2 separate regions of the Mus musculus genome follow, and region 1 is linked to region 2. Evidence: chromatin contacts called from public Hi-C data. All regions are on one chromosome and are shown on one strand. The core of a region is the stretch at or near the end of the contact, and the rest is flanking DNA. Distances in the headings are between cores, read along the strand shown.

Region 1 (7,289 bases), core at 3,405-5,904, 44 kb before region 2:
ACTCTAGGCCTCTTATAATCCCCACAGTTGTATAAAGCAGCCAACAGAGGCACAGTTCCCAGGGCCAGTTGCTTCCCCCTCCCCCATACCTGACCCACAGAGCACTGTGAAGAGATTGGCTCCCGAATCCCAAGCTGCTTCAATGCCACTTGATACTACCCACCATGGCTCACTTCACTATGAATGCTGACCAGGTGGAAACAGCCACGCCAAGCCAGTTAGAGGTGACATGGCCCACTGGGAAAGGCCCAGATAGAGTAACACCCAGCTTTCATCCCCAGGCCATGCTCCAAAGGTCAGGGACTCCAGGTCAGGGCCGCTGCATCTCTCATTAGAGTTAGTACTTGCAATGACTAACATTACTCATGCTATAGCCTGGCTACCAGCCCGGTCCCTGACCCCGTGTGTACTCACAGAGGTCAGCGGGTACAGTGGCAACAGCCATGTTCCACTCTTAGGGTGTCCCCAACCAGCTCCTTCCCAGGAGCCTCCGGGAGCCCTTCTCCACCAAGTCCTGGAGATTCTTTTGGAGTGAGAGACCATGGCATGTAGGTCAGCTGATACAAACAGGACTGCATGGACCAGGGCACAGGGAACAGGTTGCAGACATGGAGGACAATGAGATGACCTAGCTTCCAAGTAGCCAAACAGCAGCCAGCAAGAGCATCTTCCACACACCACTTACCCCTTGGACACCCCTGCTCCAAATAACTCTTTTAGAATCCCTCCTATGTCTTCCTCTGAAAGCCCACTTGAATGCCCCTGCCGCATGAACTGATAGCACTCTGGTCTCCTCCAAAGTATCTGCATCTACACCCTGAACCCATCTCCTTCTATCACCCCCACATATTCCATGTAGGCTCCACCTCTAAACTCCACAAACAAGCCAGCATTGCTCCTAATCTCATCAGATATGATCTGGCTTCTTTATTCTTCCTTGAACAGACAAACAGGGCTACCCCAGGGCCTTTGCATGGGCCATTCTCTCAGATGTCTGCACCCTTCCTCCATTCTCTCCACCAAGCAAGTGCCAGCTTCCTGGCCACACTATTTAATCTACAATATGCCCCCAGCCTTCCCTACCCAGCTCAGCTTAGTGCTTCCCCCTGACACCAGCCCCAACCTATACCCACCTTTTACTGACTGTAGCCATGTCTGTGTCTCCTCACTGGAGAGGGGGGAATTGCTCTCTATCCCAAGCTCTCAAATCAACAGCTCTCAACTCTTCAAAATGTCCTGGTCCCTTTCAAATAGTCATGGAAGCCAGACATGTTTTGGGAACAACCTCCACCCTCACCCTCCTTATGGGCAGCTGCTCTCTGGCCTTGTCCCAAAAGCTTTGAAGATGGCAGAACCACCTATACAAGCACCAGGGGCAAAACTGCTCAGACCACTTAAGAAAGTGTTGACCTAGAGCCCTGAATGCCTTAGAGTATGGAGTGGGAGGGGCATGAACCCCTCTCCACAGAGAGTGAGGAGGGGCACACAGGGAAGGGGGCCAGGACCCTGGTGGAGACTCATTCTGATGCATGGCCTGCCCCCTGAAACTTCAGCCTGGGAGGATCTACCTCTGGGAGAGTTCCAGGCTGACCTGCAATGAGGAGAGCTGGCAGTGACAGAGCCTCCCCTGAGGGAGGCCAGAACAGAGTGACAGGCCTGAGGGAATTCTAGTCTCATTCTGTCCTGTCACACCAGCCAGTCACTGGCTCCACATCTCATAGCTAAGTCCCAGTGGAGTTAGGGCCCCGCAAGCTCTCTGCGTATCGCCATGTGCTGGGAGCAACCTGGGCTCAGTGAACATCCATGGTCATCGTGAGGCTGCAGTCACACTTTTTCTGCTTTGTCAGCACTTGAGAAGAGGAGGGCTTTGTTTTATACCAACAGGAAGATTCTCCTTTTCTAAAAACATCTTCAAGATGATCAAAGGGGCAGAAAAGCCAGAGAAATGTCACAAGTTTTGCACAAAGTCTCCAAAGGAGCTATATATCTCTGTGTGTTGAATGAAGTGCTCTGCACTGGACAGATGAAGATTTGGGGGACATTTGAGAGTAATCTGACACCTGTGTGGCTTCTCAGACACGTGAAGATTAGACATGGCGAACCCTCAAACCACTGGCTTACATCTTCCTCATGGCCTCACCCATCGCTGGGAGCTGAGGCCCTGAGACTGAGAGGCACTTCCATACCTCAGTGCATCTACTACAAGACCATGGACCAAACAGCGCTCATCTAAGCTGACAGCTGCACACTCTCTGAGTTCACACCTAACCAACTCCCCAAGGCACATCTACAGGCAACTGCCTTTCAGTGGTGCAAGGTGGGCACCACCTCCCTTTACAGGACCCTGCTCCAACCACAGTCTCCCTCTCCCAGCTACACTACCCATCTAAGGTCCCTCTAGATGCCCTTCCTCCTGAGTTAGCAGGCTCTAGCTTCAAATGGACTCTTCTTCCACAACCTTTCCAACCCCACCCTGGCCTCCATCATGGACCTTGGCCTCAACCTCCTACCCTAGCTTGCATCTCCCAGTCTTGAGCTTCTACCTCTAGCCCAGTCCATTCTGCCTGGCTTCTAGGATGTATCCATCAATACAAACCAATGCTCTCTGTACAAGCAGGACAATCACAGGCCTATCTGGGATAATGCACACCAAACACTTAATTAAAGACAGCACAGCATTAGATGGGGGAGTAACTGAAATGGACACATGCAGACATTAGGTTTCAGACTTGGGACAAATGGCTGAGGTGCCTATTTAATATATCAAAGCAGACCTGGCCACCAAGTTCTCCCTTCATCCTTCAGTCCCAACCTGTTACAGGGCCCTCAGATTGGCATACCCTGCCCCCTATCCTAAACTTCTCTAGCCCAGGGACTGGGATGCCCTTCTCCCACCTCCCCTTCCCTATATAATGCAGCCATTTTATTTGTCCATCCTCTTTGTACCTTTTGGTCTCCCTGCTGCTACCTGGTTCCTCTCTCTCCCTTCTCCTCACCCATCTCCTCACATGACCCAAGTCAGTCCATTCATGTCCATGCTGGACTCTCCCAGATGTGTCTGCCTCTGGCTATGCTCTCCCACATATCTATAATAAACTTTCTCCTCCACCATACACCTAGGAATAGTCATATCCTTTCCTTTCCTTTTTATTTCTTTCTTTTTCATTCAGTAGAGGTCAATGGTGAAAGTCATGAAGACATTTAAAAACACTGGATCAGATACCTTAAGGGACGAACCTCAGGGAGATATGTGAATTATAACTCCTTAAACTGTTAGTAAAACAGCAACCAGACGTGAGGTCTCGTCCTCCTCTGATGCACCCCAACTGCCTTCCAGAGCAAGTCCTCAGACTGTTTGGAAAGACCTGTCTTTCTCCATACCCCCTGGCCTTTATCTTGTCCCAGTCCCATGGGATCACTGTCATTCCTCAGCCCCACCAGGTCAGCTTCTGGTGAGTACCAGCATGGCTGGCCTCCTGGGGGGGGGGGGGTGCTGTGGATGCCGCTTGTGCCCCGCCCACCTATCCCTGCGCACGTCTGACAGCAAGGTCAGTATCTGCCACTGTCCTCACGCACCGGGGCAGAAGTCCTCTGTCTTCATCTGCTGTGTCCCTTGGTATGCATCCCAACACTTACAACTGGACTTGATGCTGACCCAGGGACTGTGGACTCAGTGACAGGCTTGGCCCCTGAACTGAGAGTTCAGAAAAATCAATGTTTTCTTGAGTGACCCAACTTCAGAATCTGGGAGGCTTCACTCACAACTCAATACACACACCCCCGAGATGTACTTACTTATGAATGCTCAAACCCTCCTATGTCCCAGCACTGGGACAAGATAAGTCAGAAACCTTGAGTGTGACTTGGAAGTGCAGCCATAAGCTACATCTTGGTGGTGCAGCCAAAGCTTCCTCGACCTCCTTACAGGCCCCCAGGATCTGTTCCTGCACAGGAGCTGGTCCTGAGCGCTGGCGAGGGTTCTGCTCTCTGAATCACCGTAGCCAAATGCTACAGGCCAAGCTTCCCTGAAGGGTGAGGAAGACAGCCTGTTCCTCAGAGCCACCCACACCCAGGCTATTTCCTGTTTCAACAAAGAGAGGGGCTGAAAAATCTCTAAAATCCCCTCCCACCCCGTGTCTATTCATCCTCACAGTGAGCTGGCAGGAACGGGGACATGAAAATGACATGGGACTCCTGGGATATGGGAGACCGTGCTTCCCTCTGGGCAGTGACAGCAGCCACGAGAGGAATATAGCATTGTCACCCGTTCGTGCTCCATCATGGGGCAGCAGAGCTGGCAACGGCTACTGCCCCGCTTCCCTTTCTAATGCCTGGTCCTCTCCAGCCTCCAGGCACCCATGCCCACTCATTCACCCACTCACCCATTCATAACTCAAAAAAAAAAAGACAGAAAACACTCCATCCCACCAGAATGTTCTCAAACAAAAGAAACCAAGGATCCAAGAAGGATAAGGAGTGGGCAAAGGGGCACCTCCCAGCCAGGAGGCCTAGTCCCTATGTCTCCCATTTAGGATCCTCAATGTCCTGAACATATAAACACAAGGGGGAGGGGCATATTACATCAGCATTGCTCCTGTCTTCTCTCCCACAATGTATGGGCCATGCCTCATATGCCAGCTACCATTGCAGTGGGCCACTGGTCACTCTTGAGCAGAGAAGCAGCTCTGGAGCCTACGTGTAAGTCCCAGCTCTGCCACTTCCTGGGCTCTGTGATCCTAGGGATGCCTCTTCTCTTAAGCTCTCTGTTTCAATTCCCTCACCCAGGGAATGGACACAGGCACCTCGCACCTCTTGCAATGCTGTGGGATGAGTCATGGAGATGGCCTATGCTCATGAGGCTCTTAGGGTCATCTGCACCCTCCTGAAGGTACTACAAACCACTCCGCTGTCGCCATCACTGTGGGGGTCTGCTTTGCTGAGGGAGGGAACTGGGGAAGCTCTGGTGCATCACAAGGGAGCCTAAACAGCGACCAGCTGTGCTAGGCTCCCCAGAGGAACACAGGGAAGGCGCTAAGACCAGAGAGGCAAATGGATACAGTGAGCATCATTCTCTGCACCAGCCCACCAGCCCCACAGCTGGACTTCTGGTCCTTTCCCCATGCCACGGGAAGCAAAGATGAAAAAGGATGTGACAAGGGATGTTCCTCAAACAAGAGTGAGTTAATGAAACAAAGGTGTTTGCATGAAAGAGATGAGTTAGACGAATCACGCAACTCTGTCAAATGCCACACAAAGGGAGCCACCACATACACCACGGACAGAAGCAGATAGCGACATGTTCTATGCAGCCTCATGTGTGGCCAGTGTGGCCCAGGTCAGATGCTAAGAGCAGGCAGAGCCAGGGATACACTGAGGAGATGGCCAGCGGACTGGAAACTTGATGCTTAGGGTTTTGCTTTTTTGCTTTTTGTTTTACAAATCTAAAACTGGTGAAAAGAAAGCTTAATTTTTAAAAATACCCTATGTGATATGGTACTCAGGGGACTAAGTGTAAGAATGGGCATAATTAGTGAGCTATCCACTAAGCTGGAAGATGGAGCTAAGTTTTCCCAGAAGGCAGTGCAAACAGACCCTGGGTTTCTAACGCTCCCCACTGCCATGGTCTTTCCCTTCAGTCTGAAGAAGATTCATGAGAATCCTTGAAATTTCACTTTCTTCCTCCATATTCATTGGGAGGAAGAGAGGAGGGGAAGGGAGGGGAGAGGTCATCACAGAAGGCCTCAGGGACCATGCCAGCCTTTGTCTGGACCCCAAACTTCTCCCAACTGCAGGATTTCCCAGTCCAGAGCCAGCAGGATAGCTTGCTATCTGCATTTGGCAGCTTGTGCTCCCTGGTTTGGGGTATTCTTCTTTTCACTCAAAAGTACTTGGGGACAACACGTAAAGTCAGCTGGCAAAGTCATCCTTGATTGAGTTCCATCCCGGGATCCACTTGGAGCCTGTGCATGAATGTGTGCGGGATGTGCTACAGTGTCTACATATGGTGTGATATTGATACATATTAAGGAATATAGTCTGTTAAGTGTGGAGTGGGCATGATACATATGAGTGTGTCTGTGTGTATGACAGAATGGTAAGGTGTGTGGTGTGAGGTGCCATGCATGCACATGTGCGCATGCAAGTATGTGGGTGTGATGTGTTATTAGGGATACAGAATAAGTGTGTGTGTGTGTGTGTGTGTGTAAGTGTGATGTGTGTATGTGGTACGGGGTATTTGTTCATAGTATAGAATATCTTTTTTTTTTTGGTTTTTTGAGACAGAGTTTCTCTGTGTAGCCCTGGCTGTCCTGAAACTCACTCTGTAGACCAGGCTGGCCTCGAACTCAGAAATTCGCCTGCCTCTGCCTCCCAAGTGCTGGGATTAAAGGTGTGAGCCACCATACCCGGCTAGTATAGAATATCTTATCTGTGGTATGGGATATTTATCTGTGGTATGGAGTGCTTGTCTGTGGTATGTGATATTTATCTGTGGTATGGGATATCTATGCTACAAGGTTTGTCTAAGGTATAATGTATTTGTCTGTGGTATTTGTCTGTAGTATAGGGTAAATGTCTATAATATAGGGTCTGTCTGCAGCATGGAGTGCTTGTGATTTGAATTATCTGTAGTGTGGGGTATCTGTCTGTGGTATGGAGTATCTGTCTATAGATAGTATATATGCATTATAGAGAACAGGCACATTGGTAGCTTGTAACATATGCCAGTGATCATCTGCACCTAACAAGCCTCAGGATATGAATTTCTCAGTGGCCAAGTCCCAACCATTGAGGCCCTCCTAGGCACTAGGATACCACTTAGAGAGAAAGGGACATGGTACATGTGTCATGGCTCCACTCCAAGCTCACTCATCAAGAGCTTAGCAAGGCAGAAGCAAATGAGAGACTGGGAGACCAGAAGAAGAAGAAGAAGAAGAAGAAGAAGAAGAAGAAGAAGAAGAAGAAGAAGAAGGAGAGGGAGAGGGAGAGGGAGAGGGAGAGGGAGAGGGAGAGGGAGAGGGAGAAGAAGAAGAAGAAGAAGAAGAAGAAGAAGAAGAAGAAGAAGAAGAAGAAGAAGAAGAAGAAGAAGAAGAAGAAGAAGAAGACACACCATGGGAAACCAAGGCCCAGATGGTCCAAAGGCTCTACCCATACTGAAGCAACTGCTTCAAGGCCTCAGAGCTGGTGTTCAGGTACAAAGTGTTTTCCTACATACAGATCTTTCAAAACCTGTTTTCCTTTCACGGGACCTAATATGGTTGCAGCCAAATCTAACCCGTGCTTGAGACTGA
Region 2 (6,813 bases), core at 4,024-6,523:
TCAACCGCATGCTTTTATCTTTCTCGTCTGATCTTTCAATCACAAAACAACAGGTATGTCTTGCTTTGGATTAACACTTGAGAGTTCAGAAAGCATCTATGCTAGGTTCTCTTACCAGGCTACCATTGAAACTCACAAACCTCCATTCCCCAGTCAAAGAAGAAAAAGCCACAATCAGCCTGAAGCCACAGAGGCACCCCTATGAAGCCACTGCCATCATAACAGAAGCTTGCATGAATTCAATACTGGTTTCCATCCGTGCCTCAAAACAGTTTTAGACAGAGCGAAAGGTTCCAAGGCCAAAAACTTGCATACAGCCCCAGAGACAGAGGCAGGGGCAGGCTGGAGTCAAGTTCCTGTTTTTCTAGAGCCCATCTTCTCTTCCTACCTCCATTTCCTCGGGAAACCAGGGCAGCTCATAGGTCAGAACGCAGGCAATGGAGTCAGGCAAGAAAGGGCACCCAGCATGGAGACCTGGCCAGAACAGACAGGCAAAAACTCAGCACCCTTGAGACACTAGGTCTGACAGTGTACAAGACAGGTTTAGAAACATCCAGCGAGGGAGAGAAGAGCTGAAAGACAGCTCAGAAAACCAGGGCACCTGACACTAAGCAACCCAGGCAGAAAGAAAGGCCTTTCCAAGTTGTCTTCTAACTTCCAGGTGCATGTATCTAAGTGTGCACACATACCTAAGCATGCACACATACCTAAGCGTGCACACATATACACACACATATGAGGGTACCAAAATGTAACAAACAATGGGGGACAGAATAAACTATTAGAGAAAAGAAAAGAAAGAAGATAAGGAGACCTGAGCAAGAAGGCCTGCCTCCCAATGCATTGCTGTGGAGGCACCTGTAAGAGCAAGAAAGGCTAACTCTGGTAGCTGGGGAGGCGAGGTGGGGGGGGCTGCCTGACTGCAGACAATCTAAGCCAATAAAAATGCAAAAGAACCTTCAGTGGGAAGCCAGAAGGCCTATTCTATGAGCTGGACGAGCCTTATACCACATTCTCTTCTAGTCTCCATCAAAAGCAGGCTAGCAGGGTCCAGTACTGTGGCTCTGCTTTACTCCTGACCTCGAGATCCTGCACTAGGTATCAGGATCCAAATATGAAGACCATTTGGTTCCAGCCGTAGTTATAGGGAAAGGCAAAGATAACAACGCCCTTGGGGTTCAGGCATCCATTCATCCCACAATAGCACCGAGGATCTGCCATGTGCCAGGCACAGTTCTAGACGCTAGGGATACAGGAGTGAACGGTCTTTACATTTGAGTAGTAAGAGACAGACAAGAAACAATGAGTGCTGCATATATGAGTGAGCCAATGGGTTTGGGTGCTAAGGAGAGACACTAGCTCCATTAACAATCGGGAAGCAGAGCCAACATATGGAGGGGGGGGTCAGGGAGCTGGTATATAAACAGACAATGGAATAAATCATAGAGCAAGCCAAGCAGGCATCTGAGGGGGCCACAGAGCAGGAATCCATGCTGAGGTACAAACAAGACTAACAACTTGAGGTCAAGGGATGAGAGGGTAAGAGCCCACCTTAGCTGGAGTCATCAAGGAAGAACACTACGGCTTGGCCACGGTGGAAGACTGTGGCAGAGTGGGTGGGTGGTAAAACAAGGATAAACCAGGCAGGGGCTGTCTGCCAGGAGCTGGGCAGCTTCAAGGGATGGTGCTTAGGGAAATAAAGCTACAGAAATCAGGCTGCGAGAGGATGTAGGTGTGGGTGGAGTGGACAGTGGGGAATCACTGACCACTTAGGAGCCTAACATTGCTCCAATTGACTGAGGTGGACCAGTCTCAAGAGTTCAACTCCAGGAAACCTCAGGGCAAGCACGAAAAGTATAACCCAGAACCAGCTTTCTCTGTGAGTAAAGGCATTGCAGCCAAACCTGATGAACTGAATTCAACCCCCAGAACCCCTATGATCGAAGCAGAGCAGTAACTCCCACAAGCTGTCCTCTGGCCTTTTACTCTGTGGCATGTGTGTGTTCCCTGCCACATAAACAAACAAATACAAAAACCAACAACAACCACCAAAAAAAAAAAAAAAAAAAAAAAAAAAAAAAAAAAAAAAAAAACTGTCACAAATCCACAGTCAAGCCTAACCTACTTAGATAGGGCTACCCATCTGTATCCACCAGTGGGTGAAGTTTCACAGAGCCTGACAGCATGACCTTGAGGGTGCTGTCCTCCTAGTGTTCCCTTGAATGTCCGGACAGGGACAGAGTGAGGACCAGCTGCAGGAGAGGCGAGGAGCCATGAATGCTGCTGATTCAGCCAGCAGGCTGCCTGGAGACTCCTGCTGGCCCTGGCCCAGCTGGTGGGTGGGGCATCAGAGAGGAGGAGCTGGAGGAGAGAAGCCCCCCGCCCCCCCCCCAGATTAGCTGTCACCTAATCTTCCTCCAAGGGAATGAGTAAGCACCCTTCTAGCCCCTGCCCCCGGGCCAGCATCCCAAGTATAACCTATGTCAGAAATGCCTGCCTGCCAACCAGCCGCCACACCACTCCTCACCAGTGGCTTACATGCCTCTAATCCTCATCACCAGCAAGAAGAGGAGGCGGGAGCAGGAAAAGAGGGCACACGGCCCAGGCTGCCACCATACTAAGGACGGAGGCTGTCAGGCAGGATATGCAAGTATCTGCCATTTGGTTTGGAAGGCCCTCCAGGCCAGTGAGGCTGTTCAGAACCTCCACACTCATCTGTCCCTAGGATCGTCAAGAACGTGGTATCGGTGGAGACCCTCACCTGTTGAACTTCATGAGAGCAGGGGACAGACAAGATGCAGCAGTAAATTGAAGACTTGAGGATTCCTCTGTGGTCAGGTAGATCCTACCCCCATTCTGCCTTTCCAACAGGGCGCAGTGACCAGTGCCCAACCTAAACAAAGCCTGGTAGATGCTAGCCTTACTATCAAATGCTTTTTTCCTCTGAGTTCCTCAGTTTTGTCTAGGAAAAGTCAAGGTGTTTCAACACTCCCTCTCAGCCTCCAGGGGTGTGATTGGTGTCTTTTACAATTATCTTTTATTTTTATCTGGCATTTCTTAGCTCAGTTGGCAAATTGGACATTTATGCACCTCCATTTCACAGACCATCCCTACCAATTATTACTGTGAAACTAATATTTTATTCAAAAAAGGAGGAGGAGGAGGAGGAGGGGGAGAGGGAAGAGGAGGAGGAGGAGGAGGAAGAGGAAGAAGAAGAAGAAGAAGAAGAAGAAGAAGAAGAAGAAGAAGAAGAAGAAGAAGAAGAAGAGAAAGAAAGGAAGAGAAAGAAAGAAAGAAAGAGAAAGGAAGGAAGGAAGGAAGGAAGGAAGGAAGGAAGGAAGGAAGGAAGGAAGGAAGAGAAACAGAAGGGTGTTATGCCAACTAGTTAACAAGCTACCACTTGGGTCTGGGGTTGCCTCACAGGGGAAAGAAGAAGGCAAGCAGAAGTGAATGGTCCTCAATGTCGGCCCCTTCCAGCACAAAGACTCAGGCTCACACCCACTCACAGACCATCTGATTCAGTGCGGCCCAGCACCCCAGACATGGAAAAGCAGCAGTGGGGTAAGTCTACTGCTGCCTGACACCCGAGAGATGAGAAAAGCTGGGGGTGGGGGGACATGGCTATACCCAGCTCAGAGACTGTCCCAAGGACAAGCGGACAAGGACTTGGTGGTGCCATGGAAGGAGAGGTGTTGGTACCTCCAGCTCATAGCCAGTTCCACGACCCACTAATCCCTTCCATGTGGCTTGGAGTCCCTGCAGGTTCTTCGTCTGTGTCACTCACCCCTCTGTTCCAGAGCTCCAAAGTTCAGGAGACCCTCTGCAGCACACCATGACCACCCAGCAATCTGAGTGCAGGACAAAGTCACCCAGCCACTCTGCCCTGAGTCCCCTGCCTCAGATTGCTGCTGTCCAGGAAAGCCCCATCCTTGCCTCTTTGGAGGGACCGGGCCCCAAAGGGAGCCTGCCCATTGGTTCTTGGCACCTGCAGATCAGTACTTCAGAAAAAGTTGTTCACTTGGACCCTTAAAGCTTACGGGTCTTTGTTTTCGAAACCACTATCCTTCCTCAAATCTATATCCATAAAGGAAGAAGGGGTCTTGGGGTCTAAGGGGACCGGGACAAATCAGTTCAGACATGAAGAAAGGCCAAGAAAAACAAGCAAGGTTTAAGAACTTCACCGTGCACAAGGCCTGAGTGAGCTGGCTTTATTTAAATTCGAATTTAAGTTTGGCCTCTGTCAAGTCACATACAAATAAACAGATATTAAAGAATTAAAAGTCTTCCATAACTGAATTCTAAGTTAAGACTAGTAGGCTTTATTTAAGGCGCCTACAGCCAGGGCAAGCCCTTGCAGAGCCCCACTGGTACCTGCTCCTATCCCTACCGCACTCAGGGGAAGTTCACCCACAGCTTTGGCATATAGAGGCCTGCTGCCCATACTGCTCCCTGTGAAAACAAGGCTTGAAAAAAGCTGGGATCAATGTTCCCCTTCATCCTCCATACCCAAGTCCCCTTGCCGGGCTCTGCCTGCCAAGAGGAAGCAGCCAGGATAAGGGGCATGTCCCCGCCGCATCCCCCCAGAGAATACGGGGTGTGGAATTTTTAACTGAGTTTCTCCCCCGGGCCTCATTATAAAGGGAAAGGGGAGGGAGGGGTACAGATCAAAGACCGGTTGCCTGGAAGCAGCGAACCCAGCAGCGACCCCAAACTCCCGAGTTGCCGCCCAGCATCGGGACTTGGAATCAGTGCCAAGCAGCTCCCCTCTAGACAACCCCCCCCCCAACGCAATAATAGGGGGACCCAGACGAGTGACCATCTCCTCTGGCCACACCAGGTAGCCCCGCGCCGCCGCTTCGCAAGCCCCTGATAACCTAGCGGCCAGCTGATCCCTGCCGCGCCCGGCCGCTGGTCAGTGGCTCGGAGGGTCCGGTGGGTCCGGAGAGAGAGGGGCGCTGGTCCGTAGCACCCCCCGGTCCCAGCGGTGGCCCGCTCTGTCGACGATGCCCCTCTGCCTCTCCAGAGCCCCACAAGGTCCGAAAGGGAGCGCTGGGACCACAGCATCCGCGCCCCCCACTGCGCCCCGGCTCCCCCCACGCGGAACCGGGCAACCCAGGCTGCTGCCGCGGAGACTCTGGCGCCCCGGGCCCCACTTACCTGCGCCCGCGCGGGTTGCGCGATGCGCCGCCGCCCCCGACTGGGTCGGCGAGGCCGAGAGCGGGGCGCCGCAGCAGCTCTTTGTGAGCCCGCGCCGAGCCGCACACCGAGACTGCTAATGAGCCCGGGAAGCTGGATAGCGGCGGGCGCGCCCCGGACGCCGCGCACGACACGCAGGGCCGCCTCTACCGGGCGCACGCGGCGCGGCCCGGGAGCACCCGCACCCGCACCGCCCTATCCGCCGCCACACCGACCGCCCCCGCTCCTCCTGCGCCCGGCCACGCGGGGTGGAAACGCTTTCTAAAGAGACCTTAGGGAATCAAGGGATTCAAGACCGCGCGGCCGCGCAAAGCGCAGACAAAGATGCTTCGGCGCCCAGCGCGGCGCCTCCGGGTGCGGCGCGGGGACAGCGGCGGGGACAGCGGACGAGCCCACCTGGGACCTGGGTCCTTGGGATACGGGCTGAGATAGGCTCCGCGAGTCGCGGTGGCCCCTTGAGGAGCACACAGGTTCCTGGGAGTGAGCTGGGACCGGCCAGTTGGGGAGCCTTAACAGTCTGGTCCTGGGCAGGCAGAACAGGTGAAGGAGATGCTGCCGGTGCCCGCACCCTGCCCCTGACGCCGCGCTGCCCCCTGGCGGGCTCCGGAGAGCGTGCGGCGCTGAGGGGCTGCGGCGACCGCGCCCTGCTCTGCCAGCTCCGCTCTATGCGGAGCCCCGGCCGGCCCGAATCCCTTGACTCTCTAGGGTATTGTGGCCCCAGAAAGCCTTTCCTGAGGGGCAAGCCTTGTCCTGCTTCCCCACAGTCAATCACCAGAAGCCTTCTGGCCACAAGGTCTTCTCACCCGGTCCCTGATAACCACACACAAGGTCTTCTCACCCGGTCCCTGATAACCACCGAGTCTCTGATACCTGTGTTGCCTGGGATGTCCAGAAGGGAGAGGGCCCCAACCTCTAATACCCCCAATGAGAACCAGTTGGCTACCCTCAGTAAGAAACAAACCTCTTGAAATTCTTGAACGTTGGGCTTTATTGTCACCTTTGACCTTTCACTCAGCCCTATGCATTTGTGGCAACTTGCAGGTTTAAGGCACACAGGGTGCTCTGTTTTAGGGAATGGGGGGCTCCACTTCAGCCCCCAAATGCTTCCAATTGGCCTGGTTCTCCCTCTTCCTCTCTCTCTTCCTTCAGTCCTAGCCTGAGATGAAGGCCAGGTGGCAGAAGATCAGAGGAATGTCACCAAAGGAAGAGGAGGGTGAGTGGGGTGAGAAAAGAACTTCCTGATGCCCACAGTGACAGAGGTGACCCCGAGAAGGGCCTGGAGAAAAACTGAATACAGGGGCAGACCTAGTAAGGACCTCCTAGGCCTGGGACCTGTCTGCCTCCCTCTCTTTCACCCTCCATTACCCCACCCCCCACCCCTACCTCACCAGTCAATAGCAGAGCAGCTCTGGCAGCTCAGGGACCAAATAGGTCCACCCTAGAGCCATTCTTCCTCCTCCTAGAGCTGACCATTCCTTCTTGCTTGTTGTCCATCACCTTAAATATTCTATTGACCCCCCTGACAAAAAGTTCAGCTCAGCTCTAAATGCAAAACTGTTCCATTGCACTGACTGCTAAGTGTGAGATCCAGATGTGTCTGTCTGCTCTGCAGGGCAC

Evidence for each region. A called contact is a pair of places that touch in the nucleus more often than the background predicts.
Region 1: a Hi-C map of cerebral cortex shows a contact between it and region 2, with 2.0 times the contacts expected there. The contact joins the enhancer-like site here to the promoter of Apba2 in region 2. A contact is called at or near these places in 2 of 39 promoter capture datasets (frontonasal cranial neural crest and liver), 1 of 484 Hi-C or Micro-C datasets (cerebral cortex), 3 of 115 datasets of contacts at active chromatin or transcription factors (craniofacial prominence, embryonic stem cells and neural progenitor cells) and 1 of 9 other capture datasets (liver).

Annotation. Positions count from the first base shown.
Region 1 is chr7:64,543,761-64,551,049 of GRCm38.p6, reverse strand. The region is part of intron 1 of Apba2 (amyloid beta (A4) precursor protein-binding, family A, member 2); the gene reads right to left. Among named protein-coding and RNA genes, the nearest start is that of Apba2, 45 kb to the right of the region's middle. Within about 2 kb of position 4,654, at least 5 of the 459 cell types and tissues checked have an H3K27ac peak or open chromatin away from gene starts, as enhancers often do. A contact at or near this core is called in cerebral cortex, where this site is marked.
Region 2 is chr7:64,500,598-64,507,410 of GRCm38.p6, reverse strand. Apba2 (amyloid beta (A4) precursor protein-binding, family A, member 2) reads right to left here and starts at 5,273. Exons shown (of 15, transcript NM_001291166.1): 1 at 5,158-5,273.